Linked DNA regions of Hordeum vulgare: region 2 is linked to region 1. The links are chromatin contacts, called in public Hi-C maps. All regions are on one chromosome and are shown on one strand. Each heading gives the region's core, a stretch centred on a gene start, on an enhancer-like site or on the middle of the called end of the contact. The rest is flanking DNA. Distances are from core to core; before and after follow the strand shown. Region 1 holds the start of LOC123448074. Region 2 has its middle 190 kb from the start of LOC123448079.

What was found. A called contact is a pair of places that touch in the nucleus more often than the background predicts.
Region 2: a contact with region 1 is called in a Hi-C map of leaf, with 4 times the contacts expected there. The contact joins the enhancer-like site here to the promoter of LOC123448074 in region 1. A contact is called at or near these places in 4 of 6 Hi-C or Micro-C datasets (leaf, seedling and an unstated tissue) and 1 of 1 datasets of contacts at active chromatin or transcription factors (embryo).

The regions. Positions count from the first base shown.
Region 1 is chr4H:116,517,306-116,524,914 of MorexV3_pseudomolecules_assembly, forward strand. LOC123448074 reads right to left here and starts at 3,356. Exons shown (of 3, transcript XM_045124847.1): 1 at 3,032-3,356; 2 at 2,448-2,640; 3 at 1-2,356. The coding sequence starts at 2,565.
Region 2 is chr4H:117,025,494-117,033,102 of MorexV3_pseudomolecules_assembly, forward strand. It overlaps the pseudogene LOC123448076. Among protein-coding and RNA genes, the nearest start is that of LOC123448079, 190 kb to the right of the region's middle. Within about 2 kb of position 4,113, at least 3 of the 3 cell types and tissues checked have open chromatin away from gene starts, as enhancers often do. A contact at or near this core is called in leaf and seedling, where this site is marked.

The sequences.
Region 1 (7,609 bases), core at 2,106-4,605:
GGGATGTGGGCTTGCACATGTCCAAAATGGCAGTGTGCACATGAATGGGGTGGTGAGAAAGGATTTGGTGGGGGGTACCTTGGTGGCTTTCCATGACCATAATAGGAGTCTAGAGTACAAGAACTTGGGATGGAGTCAGTATCAACACTTCGAAACTGTTGCTCGACATCATATGTATTAAGCTGTTGTGGCTGGTATTCCAGGTCTTTCTTCTGATACCTTTTCTCCAAGCCCTTGTGGCTAGAAAGCCTATTTAGCTGATCTCTTAGACCATCCATCTTCTTGAGGCGCTCAAGTTGATCAACAGTCTTGAACTTACTTGATGTTTTTATCATCAGATCCCCTTGACTAGGTGACCCACTTGAGAGAGAACTGGAGGTCCCATCCATTTGTGATTCAATGAAGTTTTGGATTGACCTGAAGTCTTCAGAATCAAGAGAAAGTCCTTGACGAAGTAAACTATCTCTGTACCTGCATGATATCTCTTCTTTTTTCTTAGTGAAGCTGGTTGATTTGCAATTAATCCTCTCATTTGACAAGCTTGAAAAACCAGCATCAGCTACTGGATTGTCAGCTTGAACACAGATAGTGGTATTGTCATCTTCAGCACGACCCTGCTTCTTTTCTTCAGTGCCATTGGAAGTTACCTCGTGTTGATCAAAACTTTCTCCAGATTTGAGATGTTCATCATCGAATGAAGAGATATCCTCTTTACATAGATTTGCACTTTCAGTGCCCAGGTACCGTCGATCCTTATCATGCTCATGCTCATTCTCATGAACTGTTTCTGCAATGTCCTTATCTGTAACCATGGCATGCTCATTAGCATGAAAGCAGTTGATCTTATTGTCATCTTCAATACAACCATCTTCCTTCTCTTTAGGGACTTCAGTTGTTAGCTCGTTTTGTTGGAAACTTTGTCCACATTTGAGACGCCTGTCACCAAAGGAAGAGATGCTTTCTTCATATGGCTTTGCACTTTCAGTGTCCAGGTATTGTGCATCCCTATCAATCTCATTCTCATGAATTGTGGCTGGACTGTCTGTGTATGTAAGCACGAAATGCTCATTCCCATGAACACAGGCGATCTTATTATCATCTCCAGTCCAACCCTCTTCCAATTCTTTAGTGCCATAAGCTGTTAGCTCATTCTTTTCAAAATTTTGTTCAGATTGTACATATTTGCCATCAGCACATGCATTTGCACTTTCATTAACCAGGAATTGTGGATTCTTATCATGCTCCTTCACATGAATTTTTTCTTGAGTATCTTTGTCTGCAACCCCAATATGATGTTCTGACTGTTCATCTGCATCACTGAAAGCATTTGCACTTTCATTAACCAGGAATTGTGGATCCTTATCATGCTCTTTCACATGAATTTTGTCTTGAATGTCTTTGTCTACAACCGCAGTATGATGTTCTAACGGTTCTTCTGGATCACTAAAATACCTCTCCAGTTCTTCAATCAATCGACCATGAGGATCGCTTCGAGGGCTATCATCCATTTTGCCCCCTGACAAAATCCTCCGGCTACCAATTTGATTATGCAGAGCATCATTAAGCCCATTATTGTCTGCTACATCCGAAAAGTCTTCCTCGTCATCACTTAATGATAAAGACCGCTCCAATTCCTCAATCAGATCTTCATAAGATTCAATACATAAACCCTCATACGGTTGCAACCTCTCCTCTCTCTGACCCACCATGTTAATGGATTTAGCCCCATCTTCCTCGTACAGTTTGTTTATCTCAGCTGCCTCATGACAGTTCATATTTTTATTGTCAGCAGAATTTTTTTCCTCAGCCATGCTCTCTATTTCTCTTATCACATTGTTACTGGAATCATCTCCCAGTTCCTCACCTGCGATACTATGGACAGCTGCAGCTTCGCTGGCAACATTAGCATCGTTTGCAACATCCATAACGTAACCCTTTTCGCCATCTGCATCTTCACTTATTTCAACACCCTGTACATTTTCTATTAGCTTCATACTAGAATTAGCTGCAGTACTTTTGCCATCTGGCTCTTCGATCATAAACTCAGGGTTTCGGGCATTGCCAACACTTAAGGAACAATTCTCCTCGCCGTCAACCTCGCCAGATGCTGCACTCTCTCCAACAGGCATAGTCCTTTCTCCGTTAACATTCTCACAGGAAACGGCATGCTTGCCTACAGATGAAATATTTCCCTCAACCACATTTTCACTAGGCTGCATATCAGCAGAGACAACTTTCAGTTCATCTGAACAAATAGACTTGCTGGTCTGAGGGGACCCTTCCGAGCTGCGTCGAAAATTGTTCTGTTCACCGGATACCGAATCGGGCTGAGTTACTGGCGCACCTCGATTTTTCGCTGCATCAAATATTCAATGAATACAAAAAAGAGTCTGAAAAATAGAGATATTGCTTAGCCAATCAAGGAGGATGGATCATATGATTTATACCTCTAAGAATGGTGCCGCAGCCACCACACTGGTAAACCGGAATGGACGGGTACTCCACAAGAAGCTGGAGGCATTTGGGGCACCTGACGAACCGAAGATTCTGAGCTTCCATGGACATGATCTCCTCACAGCCGCAATATCTCGGTTACAGAAGGTAGATACACTTCAGTGAAAAGGTACCAACATCACCCCCCTGATGACAAAATAATGAACTTCACCACAGTTATCTTCCACTCCCAGGCATCAAAATAATCTATTATACAAAAGAATGGATATAGTAATAAAGGAATAAGGACAATGCAGCAAGGAGGAACTCCACCACAATATATTTTCTTTCCCAGAGAAATAGACATCAGACGACTGTTTTTAGACAGATTCATTTAGTCAACAACAGCCAGGTCAAGTTCAAGAATATAGATATACGTATAAAAAAAAGCGCCACCTAGCCCATCAAAACATGGCAGCAAGAATCACATGGACCACGGATCATCCAAATCGATGAGGGAGCACTTGCAGATCTAGGAAGTGGAGAAAAATCTACAGCCGTACGCAAGAGAGGACCGGGGGGAGAAAAGAACACGAACCTTGTGCTCGCAAGACCACGGCCCCGGAGAAGATCATCTCACACGCCGCAATGTCTCGCTGCTTCTCCCGCCTCCCCAGGCGAGAGCGAACTCGGAGGGATCGCGAGGGGGACGGTGAATCTTGGGCCACGGGGGAGGAGAGGGGTGGAGCAAAAGCGAAAAGGGGGAAAGAAGGCTATGCCGTCAGTGATGTCCAGCTGAGCTCAGGGTCGGGCTGTCTGGTGAAAGCTGGAGGAGAGAGAAGGGGGGCGGGGGAGGGAGGAGACGATGGCAGGGGGACCAAGAGAAAGAGGGGAGACGAGGGGGAGGAAATGGTGGTGTGTGATGCTGTGTTTGGGGATGAGACAAGGCATGGCGCTGTCTGCTTGGCGGCATGACCACTTGACCACGCCAGTTTACTCGGTGGAAAATGTGTGCGTGTAATTAATTGCACGTGGACAAGTCAATAGCTCCAAAAGGACGCGGATTTTAAGGGGGCAGCTAATCTAGAGCATCTACAACTTTTATGAGCTAATTTGGCCACCACCTGCAACCACCATTATCAAATCCATCGTCATATACCGTTGATCTTGAATATATCATCCAAAAAATCATCACAGTTTATCAACCGATAATTCTAAAGTTAAACAACTAAAAAACGACAATGCAACACAAAGGAGGAGCGTCTTTACCACTTCCTTGCCGACCCCTTGCCCTTCCGATGGCCACAACAGTTGTAGGCGTCCACGGCAAGTGGTGGATAATCGGAGTCGTCGGAGGACGAGAACGAGGAGGAGAAATCGGAGATGACGATGAGGCCTTCGTCCGCTTGAGTCGGCCACCCTCGCCGCCTCTGCCACCTCGCACTCGGACTGCTAGTGGCTAGCCAGAGCGCCTTGGTGTTCTTCCGACGGAGCCAGCGAGCGTCCGTCTCTGCTCTCGTAAGTGAGCGGCGGTAGACCAAAGCGAGGAGTCGCTCCTCCTCGCTAGGCATCGCCAACAAACCGCAACGATGACGAACGGATTGCTCCACGGCTGAAAGGACCGATATGGTTAACGAAAGGAGGATGAATAGGCAACTATCATTTTTAGCACTTTTAATCAAATTAGGTTTATCAAGGAATCTACAATACCAATTGTTGTTCCAGCCTGGAGTGTTGGAGGCTCTTTTAGGGGTGGTAGCTGCACGACTTGCTGCCTCTAGTGTTGCGGGTGACTCAACCATAGATAATATATTTTTTAAATTCAATGTGGCCAAAGAAACCTATGGAGGGCTATCCAAAGAAGAAGGGGAGGAAAGAGAGGAAGGAAAGCGTGAGTGAGAGATTTAAAGATGTCCACAGGAAAAAATAGGTAAAAAAGGAGACACCTTCCTCACGTTCGCCCCACTGATAGTGATTTAGAATTTTCCTTCGAGAAAACTTTGGATAGTTATGAGCGTATGCTATATGGTGATGTGAACATTTCCTTTAAGCAGGTGTGTGGGGGTAGAGTGGAAACAGTGAAGGATGTGGATGGTGTTGTCACACATGTTGCAAAGGAGATGTGTGAGAAGGAGGAGTAGTATGTGCCGAAGGAGAGGGAATCCATTGGAGAAGAGAAGGGAGATAATGGTGCATCGGCGGCCTTCGAAGAGGAGGTCCGTTAGGCCAAATGAAAATCTTGGGCTGGAACTGCCGTGGTATGCTCTCCAACATGACAATTCGCGAGCTCTTGGACCTCCAAGGTGAAAGCACAACTTCTCTCTAGGTGGTTTTGGTAATTAAAAACAACATATAGTTCATTGAACTAATGAGCCTATCAAATATATTTCACGAAAAGTTCAATGAATGGATTGGCTAGGAATTGTGAGGAGGATCTCCTAGATGCCACACTTATTGGCAAGAGCTTCAAGACTACATTTTATTTTATGCGAGAAATTATATTTGAGTCCATAGAAAAGCCAATACTATTAAAAAGGGATGAGGTATTGAAAATGATCTCGGTGCTCATAGTATTTAGAGATTTGTCACAAAAATCCTCCACCAATCCCTAACAAAAGATTATGTCCAAGATCCATATTGTCAAATTCAGCGCCACCAAGTTTTCCATTTCAGCCGCACAGAGTTTCCCTTAGACACAACCCAAGCCAAACCGTAGTATCTCGGTGCAACCGAGTTTCGGTTCTGTACAGCCGAAAAGAAGTGACCATCTTGTTGGTATCTAATTGTCAAAAATCGGAATTTCCGAGTTTTGCATTTCTGTGCCACCGAGTCAGCGGAAGTGCCCAGGTCAATCAAAAATCAGGCTCGCCGTGTTTTTATCTATCGGTCTCGTTGAAACACCGAAAGTAATGACATTTTGCACTAATCGGTATAACCGAGTTTTTACTTCGGTTCCATCGAGTTGGGCAATAATGTTGTAACAGTTAGATTTTTGGAGATGGCTATATATACGCCTCTCTCTCGTTCACAGAGAGAGCACTCAGAACAAGCAAACACTTCCACCATTTATTTTCTGAGAGAGAATCATGTGTTGAGATCAAGATCTTCCACTACAACCATACGAATCTTGATTTCTAGCCTCCCCAAGTTGCTTTCCACCCAATCAATCTCTTCTACCAAGCCAAATTCTATGAGAGAATGATTGAGTGTTGAGGAGACTATCTTTTGAAGCACTAGAGCAAGGAGTTCATCATCCATACCACATCTATTACCTTTTGGAGAGTGGTGTCTCCTAGATTGGTTAGGTGTTGCCTGGGAGCCTCCAAATCATGTGGAGTTGAACCAAGAAGTTTGTAAGTGCGAGGAGATTGCCTACTTCATGAAGATATACCTCGAGTGAGGCTAGTCCTTCGTGGACGCAAGCCATGGTGGAATAAGACAAGGTTGCCTCTTCGTGGACCCTTCGTGGGTGGAGGCCTCCTTGGACTCGAACAACTATTACCCTCCCTGGGTTGAAGTGTCCATCAGCGTGGACGTACGATAGCACTACCTATCAGAATCATGCAAAAAATGTGTCTTCATTGCGTTTGATCTTCCTACCCCTACCCTTTACTTACACTGTCATGGCATTACTCTCCGCTTCTATACTCGTAGACTTGCATGTGTGGGGTGTACTAGACTTGATAAAATTGCTAAAACTTACAATCGGTAAAATTGGTAAAATGTTAAGTTTTTATTTGGTCAAGTGGTCTAAAGACCCCCCCCCCTCCCCTCTAGACATACTTTCGATCCTACAAGTGGTATTAGAGCTTTGGTCCCCATTAGATTGATTTCGCAACCTAGGAGAGTATGGCGTCTAGTGAGAGAAATACCACCATAGAGATTCATATTTTGATGGCACAAACTTTGCTAGTTGGAAGCACAAAATGAAAATGCATATTCTTTGTCATAACCCCGTCGTTTGGGTTGTTGTTCGTGTTGGATTGCAAGGTGAATTCTTCGATGGTGAAAAGGAACCGAGTCGTGAAGCGACAACGGAAGAATTGAAGATCTTGCAATAAAACATTCAAGCATGCGACATTTTATCCAACTGCCTATGCCCAGAAGAATTCAACAAGATAAGTCATCTTGAGAAAGCAAAGGAAATTTGGGACACTTTGGTTGATATGCACGAAGGAACCGAATTCACAGGGAATCAAAGTTGGATGTGCTCCAACATTAACTTGACAAGTTCAAGATGAAGGATGGTGAAGGATTTCACACAAATATACTCTAGGCTTGCTCTCATCACAAATGAGATTGCTGACTTAGGAAGTGAAGAGATGACCGACAAAAATTCATCATCCAGAAGATCCTTAGAGCCTTGGATGTAAAGTATGACACTGTGTGCACATTGATCCAAATGATGCCAAACTACAAGGATCTCAAGCCCACGAAGTCAATGGTAGGATTCTTGCTCATGAAATGTCACTCAAGGACAAAGAAGAGCTTCACAACAAGCTAAGCGATGCATAACAAGCCACAAATGGTACTCCCGCAACTTCAAGTGACAACCACCAATGAAGATATAAGACTCATGGTCAATAAATTCAACAAGTTCTACAAGAATAGAGGCAAAGACAGAAGCTCCAACTCAAGATATGAAGAGAAGTGTTCTTCTAGTCGTGACCGAAATTGTTACAATTGTGGAAGACTCGGACACTTTTTCAGTGAGTGCACGACCCCTTCCAAGAGGATAGAAGAGTCGCCTAGGATAAGAAGCTCAAGAGATGAGTCACCTCGAAGAAAGAGAAGGAGTAGAGAAGATCGATATGAACGAAGACCCTCCCGTAGAAGCAAGGACTCAGAAAAGAAGGACAAGTACACCAAAAGCTACACAAGAAGCACACATAAAGCTCATGTTGGTGAATGGGTTCCCGGCTCCAAATCTGACAACCAATCCGAGAGAAGTTACCAGTCCAACTCTGGCAATAGTCAAGATGAAGGTGTTGTTGGACTGGCACCCATATCCTCCAACCCCTATGATTTATTTAATTCACCAAATGAAGGGATTGGAAGTTGCTTCCTGGACAAAGTCCCAAAGGTATCACACCCCGAATACATTGACTTTAATAGTGATAAGGATGACTTACTAGGAGATGATGACTTGTTCTTTGATAAAACTAGCGGTGTTAGT
Region 2 (7,609 bases), core at 2,863-5,362, 510 kb after region 1:
TTTTACCAAGTATATAGGTGCATTAATTAAAAAGTATTAAATAAGATGATAATCAAATTTCCCATGTTATCACATGCACCAGCTTGCACCTGCAACTAGCAATATTATAAGATGGTTGAGAAAGCACTAACTAAGCCAATGAATGTTTTGCTAGGAGGTGAAGGGTTAGAGGTTTCATGGCAATGTTTGGAGGCTTAATTATTAGGTGGTAGGCAGTAATAAGTAATGATTGAAACGATTCAACTAGGCATAACAAAACTAGAAACCGTATCAAGGTCACGATCATCTTGCATGTTGGATCTTCAGACTGGAACTGCTCTTGCTCTTCCTGAATGTACTCAACGGAATCCTCGTACTCGTTCTCAGCACCCATTGCTACACAGAAGAAATAAGCATCCAATAAACATCAGCAAGTAACAATGCTTCAAAGAACATGATGCATGAGTGTGGCATGAAAGGAAAACAGGGCATTGCTATACTAGCCATCTTTCATGCATTTAGTAAGTTATTAACATTTGGGACAGAACCTCAAGTTAAATTCTTTATACATGCATGAACATGGCATAAATGGATGCATCATGAGAAAAAGGCGCAAAAACATATGAAGAACGTCGCGCACCATGTTACAAAACTCTCAGAAAGTACAAAACAAGATACAAAAGGCAACGGAGACAAAACAACAGTATGCCACATGCTATGGGCATTGACTTGGCATTCCAAGGTTGCCACTGGACTAAGCATAAAATTCCAGGTGGAATTGACCTAATAATCATGCAATTCCATCAAGCACAACTCACCAAGCCCAAAACAAAATAACTAACAATCTGCGCACTAACAGCAACATACCACTTTGTTCAAAGGAAATCTAGTAGCTACAACCATCCAAGCAATTCAACCAAGGCATGAAATTGAAGCTAACAAACAGTACTACAACACCTAACCAATATCTAATTCACTAGATGCAAGAATGAGTGGCTACCAAGCTCTAAACATGGCAAAAACTACAACAGCTCGTGACTTAGCGAAAATCACAGATTTTCACTCGTAGTTTATAACCTGAAGCCTATTGACAGCAACAAACTACTATGCTACATCCAACCTCATGGCATGAATTTTAACAGGGTGATAGAGGAAAACATATACATCAAAACACTAGTAGCGAGCTTGGGCTAAATCACCATAGATTATTTAATAGCACCAATCTAACATGTTATGAAAATATTTACTCATTCGCACACTTTGATGTAATTTTGACTAGATGTAATTTTCATCAACAAGGCTTCTTTGAGAGTGAATAAAACTATGATGCAAGGTCGTATTGACAAACTTGTGGCACCAAATTGTAGAGGAGTTCAAACACTACAAATCATGACATTTGAGCAAACACCAAGGATCAACATATCCAAGGGAACCATCAACACAAGAGGGCAAGAGAATACAGATCCCAACACTTAGAAAAAAATCTAGCATGTGATTCTGCAATAATCTCTTAGCTACCAAACAACAAGAAATCCACTCATCTACAAGATTATCATGGCAACCAAAATTACCAAAGCCTAATACCCACAAAACACTAGCACTTTCAGGTTGACACTTCCACCAAAGCATGCCTAGAAAACATACTACATAATTCACAAAATGCCACATCAACACAAAATATTAGTTTTGCAAACTTGCTCAAAAGACAAAACCAATGCCACCATTAGATTCCTTGGGTAATTCTACCCAAACACCAGATATCATACTCATATATTCCTATGGAGAAAACAGACACTAAACTGAAATGAAAATCACTCCCAATTCCTATTTGACTTATAAGTCACATCAGCCTAAGTTGGCATATCCCACATTTGGACAATTTCCAAATAGGGCAAATTTTCTACAGCACTCAGAAACAACATAAAAATAAATGGAGAGGGGTCCCACTAGTAGTGAGCCAGGCCCCTAAGAGAATGACAGATGGGGCCATGGGCCCACTGTCACGGTCTCACTCACATGCAACACTTTCAGGTTGACACTTCCACCAAAGAATGCCTAGAAAACATACTACAAAATTCACAAAATGCCACATCATCAAAAAATATCAGTTTTGCAAACTTGTTCAAAAGACAAAATCAATGCCGCCATTGGATTCCTTGGGTAATTCTACCCAAACACCATATATCATACTCATATATTCCTATGGAGAAAACAGACACAAAACTGAAATGAAAATCACTCCCAATCCTTATTTGACTTAGAGCAAGCACAATAAGGTACAGTCAGCAGACAGTAAGGATTAACATACTATATTTTTATTGAGTTGGATGAGAGAGAAGAGGAGAGAGAAGGGAAGCGGACTCTTCGTGAAGAGCTAGCTCTAGCACGTGCTCCTAGGTGCTTTGTGAGGATGAAAGGTGCGCCTATATAATAAAAGTAGTACTCTTTTATAGCTAACTATTGTACAAGCTAGTTATAAGATGGCCTATAAGATGACTTATAGCCAGCAGTTGGCTATACTATTACACCATGCTCTTATAAGTCACATCTGCCTAAGTTAGCATATGCCATATAGGGCAGAGTCCACATTTGGACAATTTCCAAATAGGGCAAGTTTTCTACAGCACTCAGAAACAACATTAAAAATAAATGGAGAGGGGCCCCGCTGGTAGTGAGCCAGGCCCCTAAGAGAATGACATATGGGGCCAAGGGCCCACTGTCACGGTCTCACTCACAGAATGCAAAAATGGGGTGTTCATCTGCCTAAGTTGGCATATGCCATATAGGGCAGAGTCCACATTTGGACAATTTCTAAATAGGGCAAATTTTCTACAGCACTCAGAAACAACATTAAAAATAAATGGAGAGGGGTACAGCTGGCAGTGAGCCAGGCCCCTAAGAGAATGACAGATGGGGCCAAGGGCCCACTGTCACGGTCTCACTCACATAATGCAAAAATGGGGTGTTCTACAGCGCGCCCGAGGAATCGAACCGACGCAAGGGCCCACTGTCACGGTCTCACTCACATAATGCAAAAATGGGGCGTTCATCTGCCTAAGTTGGCATATGCCATATAGGGGAGAGTCCACATTTGGACAATTTCTAAATAGGGCAAATTTTCTACAGCACTCAGAAACAACATTAAAAATAAATGGAGAGGGGTACAGCTGGCAGTGAGCCAGGCCCCTAAGAGAATGACAGATGGGACCAAGGGCCCACTGTCACGGTCTCACTCACATAATGCAAAAATGAGGTGTTCTACAGCGCGCCCGAGGAATCGAACCGACGCAAGGGCCCACTGTCACGGTCTCACTCACATAATGCAAAAATGGGGCGTTCATCTGCCTAAGTTGGCATATGCCATATAGGGCAGAGTCCACATTTGGACAATTTCTAAATAGGGCAAATTTTCTACAGCACTCAGAAACAACATTAAAAATAAATGGAGAGGGGTACAGCTGGCAGTGAGCCAGGCCCCTAAGAGAATGACAGATGGGACCAAGGGCCCAGTGTCACGGTCTCACTCACATAATGCAAAAATGAAGTGTTCTACAGCGCGCCCGAGGAATCGAACCGACGCAAGGGCCCACTGTCACGGTCTCACTCACATAATGCAAAAATGGGGTGTTCATCTGCCTAAGTTAGCATATGCCATATAGGGCAGAGTCCACATTTGGACAATTTCTAAATAGGGCAAATTTTCTACAGCACTCAGAAACAACATTAAAAATAAATGGAGAGGGGTACAGCTGGCAGTGAGCCAGGCCCCTAAGAGAATGACAGATGGGACCAAGGGCCCACTGTCACGGTCTCACTCACATAATGCAAAAATGGGGTGTTCTACAGCGCGCCCGAGGAATCGAACCGACGCAAGGGCCCACTGTCACGGTGTCACTCACATAATGCAAAAATGGGGCGTTCATTTGCCTAAGTTGGCATATGCCATATAGGGCAGAGTCCACATTTGGACAATTTCTAAATAGGGCAAATTTTCTACAGCACTCAGAAACAACATTAAAAATAAATGGAGAGGGGTACAGCTGGCAGTGAGCCAAGCCCCTAAGAGGATGACAGATGGGGCCAAGGGCCCACTGTCACGGTCTCACTCACATAAGGGTGTTCTACAGATCCGAGGAATCGAACCGACTACCTCATGGTAGAGGCGCGGGCGGTCAAGTGGTCAACCACTGGGTTATGCCACGGTTGCTGACCACAGGGGCGTCTCGACTTATATTACCCTAGAGCGATGCGGGGCCGACCCGTCTTCTTCCCTGCAAGACTGCAACAGACAAGGCGACACGTCGTCAGCGAGCGGTGCGGCGAAGGCGGTGGCTGAGGCTTACCGGAGAGGCTTCGGGAACCCTAGGGGTCCCGTTCCCGGGGCTGCTCGACTCTACAGCAAGGAAGGGGCGTCGGAGCTCGAGCACGAGCAGAGGCTCGCTCGTCTCGGCTATGGCAGCAAGCCAGCAGGTGCTGCGAGCACGCGGCGAGGCGAGGCGAGGCGGGCGAGCTACGGGGCGCTGGCATGCTGGCATGGCTAGCTGCGCTGTCTGGCTACCGCACGAGCTTCTACGCGGACAAAGCGCAAACAAATCGCACCTTGGTGCAGAGCACCAAGTGCGCGGTCTTGGCACGGGCACGACGTGCTATACACCTAGCAATCTACGTCCGGAAAGCTCAAGGGTGACGCGTGGCTCACCTAGGGATCGATGGGCAAGAAGAAGCGGCTGGAGGCGCGTCGCAGACGCTGCTCAGGACAGCGGAGCGTGCCGGTGTTTCGGGTCCGCGACGAACAGGAAGAAGAGCTCGGGGCGGCGAAGATCTACAACCTCGGTGTCCTCCTTGGCTTCGTAGAAGAAGAGGAGCACCAGGGGCTTCCTTCCCGTGCACCAAACGAGCGGGACCGCGACGGAGATGTCAACCCCAGGCACGAGCTGCTGCTCGGCCGGAGCACGACGGACGCGGCGATAGCATGGCACTTGGGGGGGCTTACCTGCGGCGGCGAGGCAGGGTGGAGGGCGGAACGGAGAGAGGGGAGATTCTAGGGCATCAGGGGCATGTATTGTAGGGGCCGCGGGCGCCGGACGGCCATCAAATCGACCGGCTGCCGACGTGGAGCTGCTGGATGCGCAGCCGTATAGAGGTGCACGATGCCTGTGTGGCTGCGGGGCTGGCGAGGCTGCTCGCTAGCTGCTGCTCCACTGCTGGGCCAGGAGAGGGAGGAGTCCTAGGAGCAGCCTCTCTCTCTCTCTTTCACACAAACTAATAACAGTGCACGTGCGTTGCACGTCTTCACAAACATAAAGTTCAAGTAAGTATAAAATTTGAAATCATATTATACTATGACCACCTTATTATCTCTAAAGAAAAGAGGGAAGGGGGAATACAAACCTATCAAAGTGAAGAACACATTTTTACGATCAAACATATTTTTCGAGTGCACAATGATGGATTAAGATGGTAGTTTTCATATATGAGCAACATAAAAGCAGAGTTGTATTTTGAGAGATCTGAATTATTCAGACATGTCTTACTGCAATAGATTCAGAGTTAAGCCTAAATAATAGTGCCCTGTTTTTCTAAAGAAGATTGTGTTTTGCATATGTTCAACATGAAAGCAGAGTTCCATATTATGAGGTTTAGATTGTTCACATACGTCTTAGCGCAGTACCTTCAGACATAAGCATGAACAAGGATGGTTTGTTTTTTCGAAGAAGGTACTGTTGGTATATGAGCAACATAAAAGCATATATATGCTTTCAGAGATACACATTGTTCATGCATATGCTTGGCCAAAGTCAGAGTGATGCATACATCGAAAATTAAAGAGTTCTTCGAAAGGTAACCTAGAAATTCAAATCCAAACATACTGGTACTACTATATCAGCCTATATATGTGGCCAGCAGTTGCGAATGTAAATGAAGATCTTTGAGTCTTTCCATTGCTGCTGATGTTACACACCCCATCCTGGAAAAGATTCGAGTCCTTCCATTGCTGCTGTAAGTGACTTTCTGCTGCTATAAAAATGTCTCAAGTTCTGTTATGATACAATGACACCTGCTACGCGTACTGGAAGCCCCAACTGAACACATTATCAAAAAAGCTATAGCTCCAATTAAGAATAGTATATCAACTATCCACCTGATTCAGAACAACCATAAATAAGTAACAATGCTAAAGGGGCAAGCTTCCGGTTTTTCCTGTTTCTTGAACTTTTTTAACTGCGTGCAGTGGATAATTATGTAGGATAGTAATTGAGCACGTGCAACGCACGTCTCCACCAACACACATAAAATCCGTCTGAATATAAAGTATAAATTTGTATTCTATAAATTCTGAAAAATGGAACAAGGCATGACAAAAAAAAGAATTGATACACAACAAAGTGTGTTTTTAACATCAACTCGTAAATGATGTCAATGATTCAAGAACATAACATCAGATGAACATAAATATACTGAATAATCATGCATGCAGGGCATGTCTCAAATAGTTTATACACTAAATCAAACATAAGGGACCTTACAAATTTTATGGTAAAAGAACCAAGGGAACAAACTGAAGTGTTGCAATGCAACCTTAGAAAGACCAGATACATCTATTGTCTAATATGTGTAAGTAGTTCTCGCACAAAATGGCATGTCTTCTTCAGATTAGCCCCCTTAAACTTTGGTAAGTATATGAAATACTGGCATGAATGGAGGAAGCGGCTACTATTTCACATCATATTTCGAAACTTTGATGAAATGAAACCATCCATATCAATCAGTGCTTCAGGGTCAACAATGTTCATTCTGTTGACCCGAGTGTGAATCAGTCAGATCATTTCATACAAACTCTGACGAGGAAAGTTTCCAACTGGCCATTCTTAGGTCATAGCAATGTAATTTAATGACCAGTACTTTCCTACCTTACAAGATGGTGCATATACATATAATAAGTTAATTCTAGAAGCAAAGTACCAGAAACTAGACTGTATTTACTTGTCGACCGTTTCATAGTTGTGAAGATTTCATACATAAGTTTTTACAGTACAACACTAGCTTAGAGCAAGATTATTGTCTATATATGATGAAAATAGACTAACCATGAATAGCATCAGCCACAGAAGGAAATATGAACTTCTAAATAGATTATATGACCTCAGCTGTAATCTTATAACAGTAGATATGTGATGTAAGCATGAAGTAAAGAAAAGTCCGGAACTTCGTTTCACAAAGTTGAACCACGGGATTTCAGCAAAAAAGAATTCAGTGAAGATCCATGTCCTCCATTCGAATCTATGATTCATTTTCTTTCTCAGCCATTTCCTTTTTATAAGCCTGCAACCTTTCTTTAAATTTCTTGCTCTCTTCAAAGTTTGCCTTTCTCTTCACAGCTTTCTGAGTTTCACAAGGAGAATAGCACATTTAGGGAGACAAAGAACTCCTACAAATTATGATAGAAAACAAAATAAATAAATTTTAGCAATGACTCTAACTTAGGGCAAAAGGTTGCTTACCTCCTGCCGGAAGCACCTATCAAGCTTAATCTTAAGATATGTGCATTCACCAAAGAAAAACTTTTATCGGGTGATCCACATGGCACTTCTGGAATTCTTCGATAATCTGGGCAACAAGGAAATTAAAT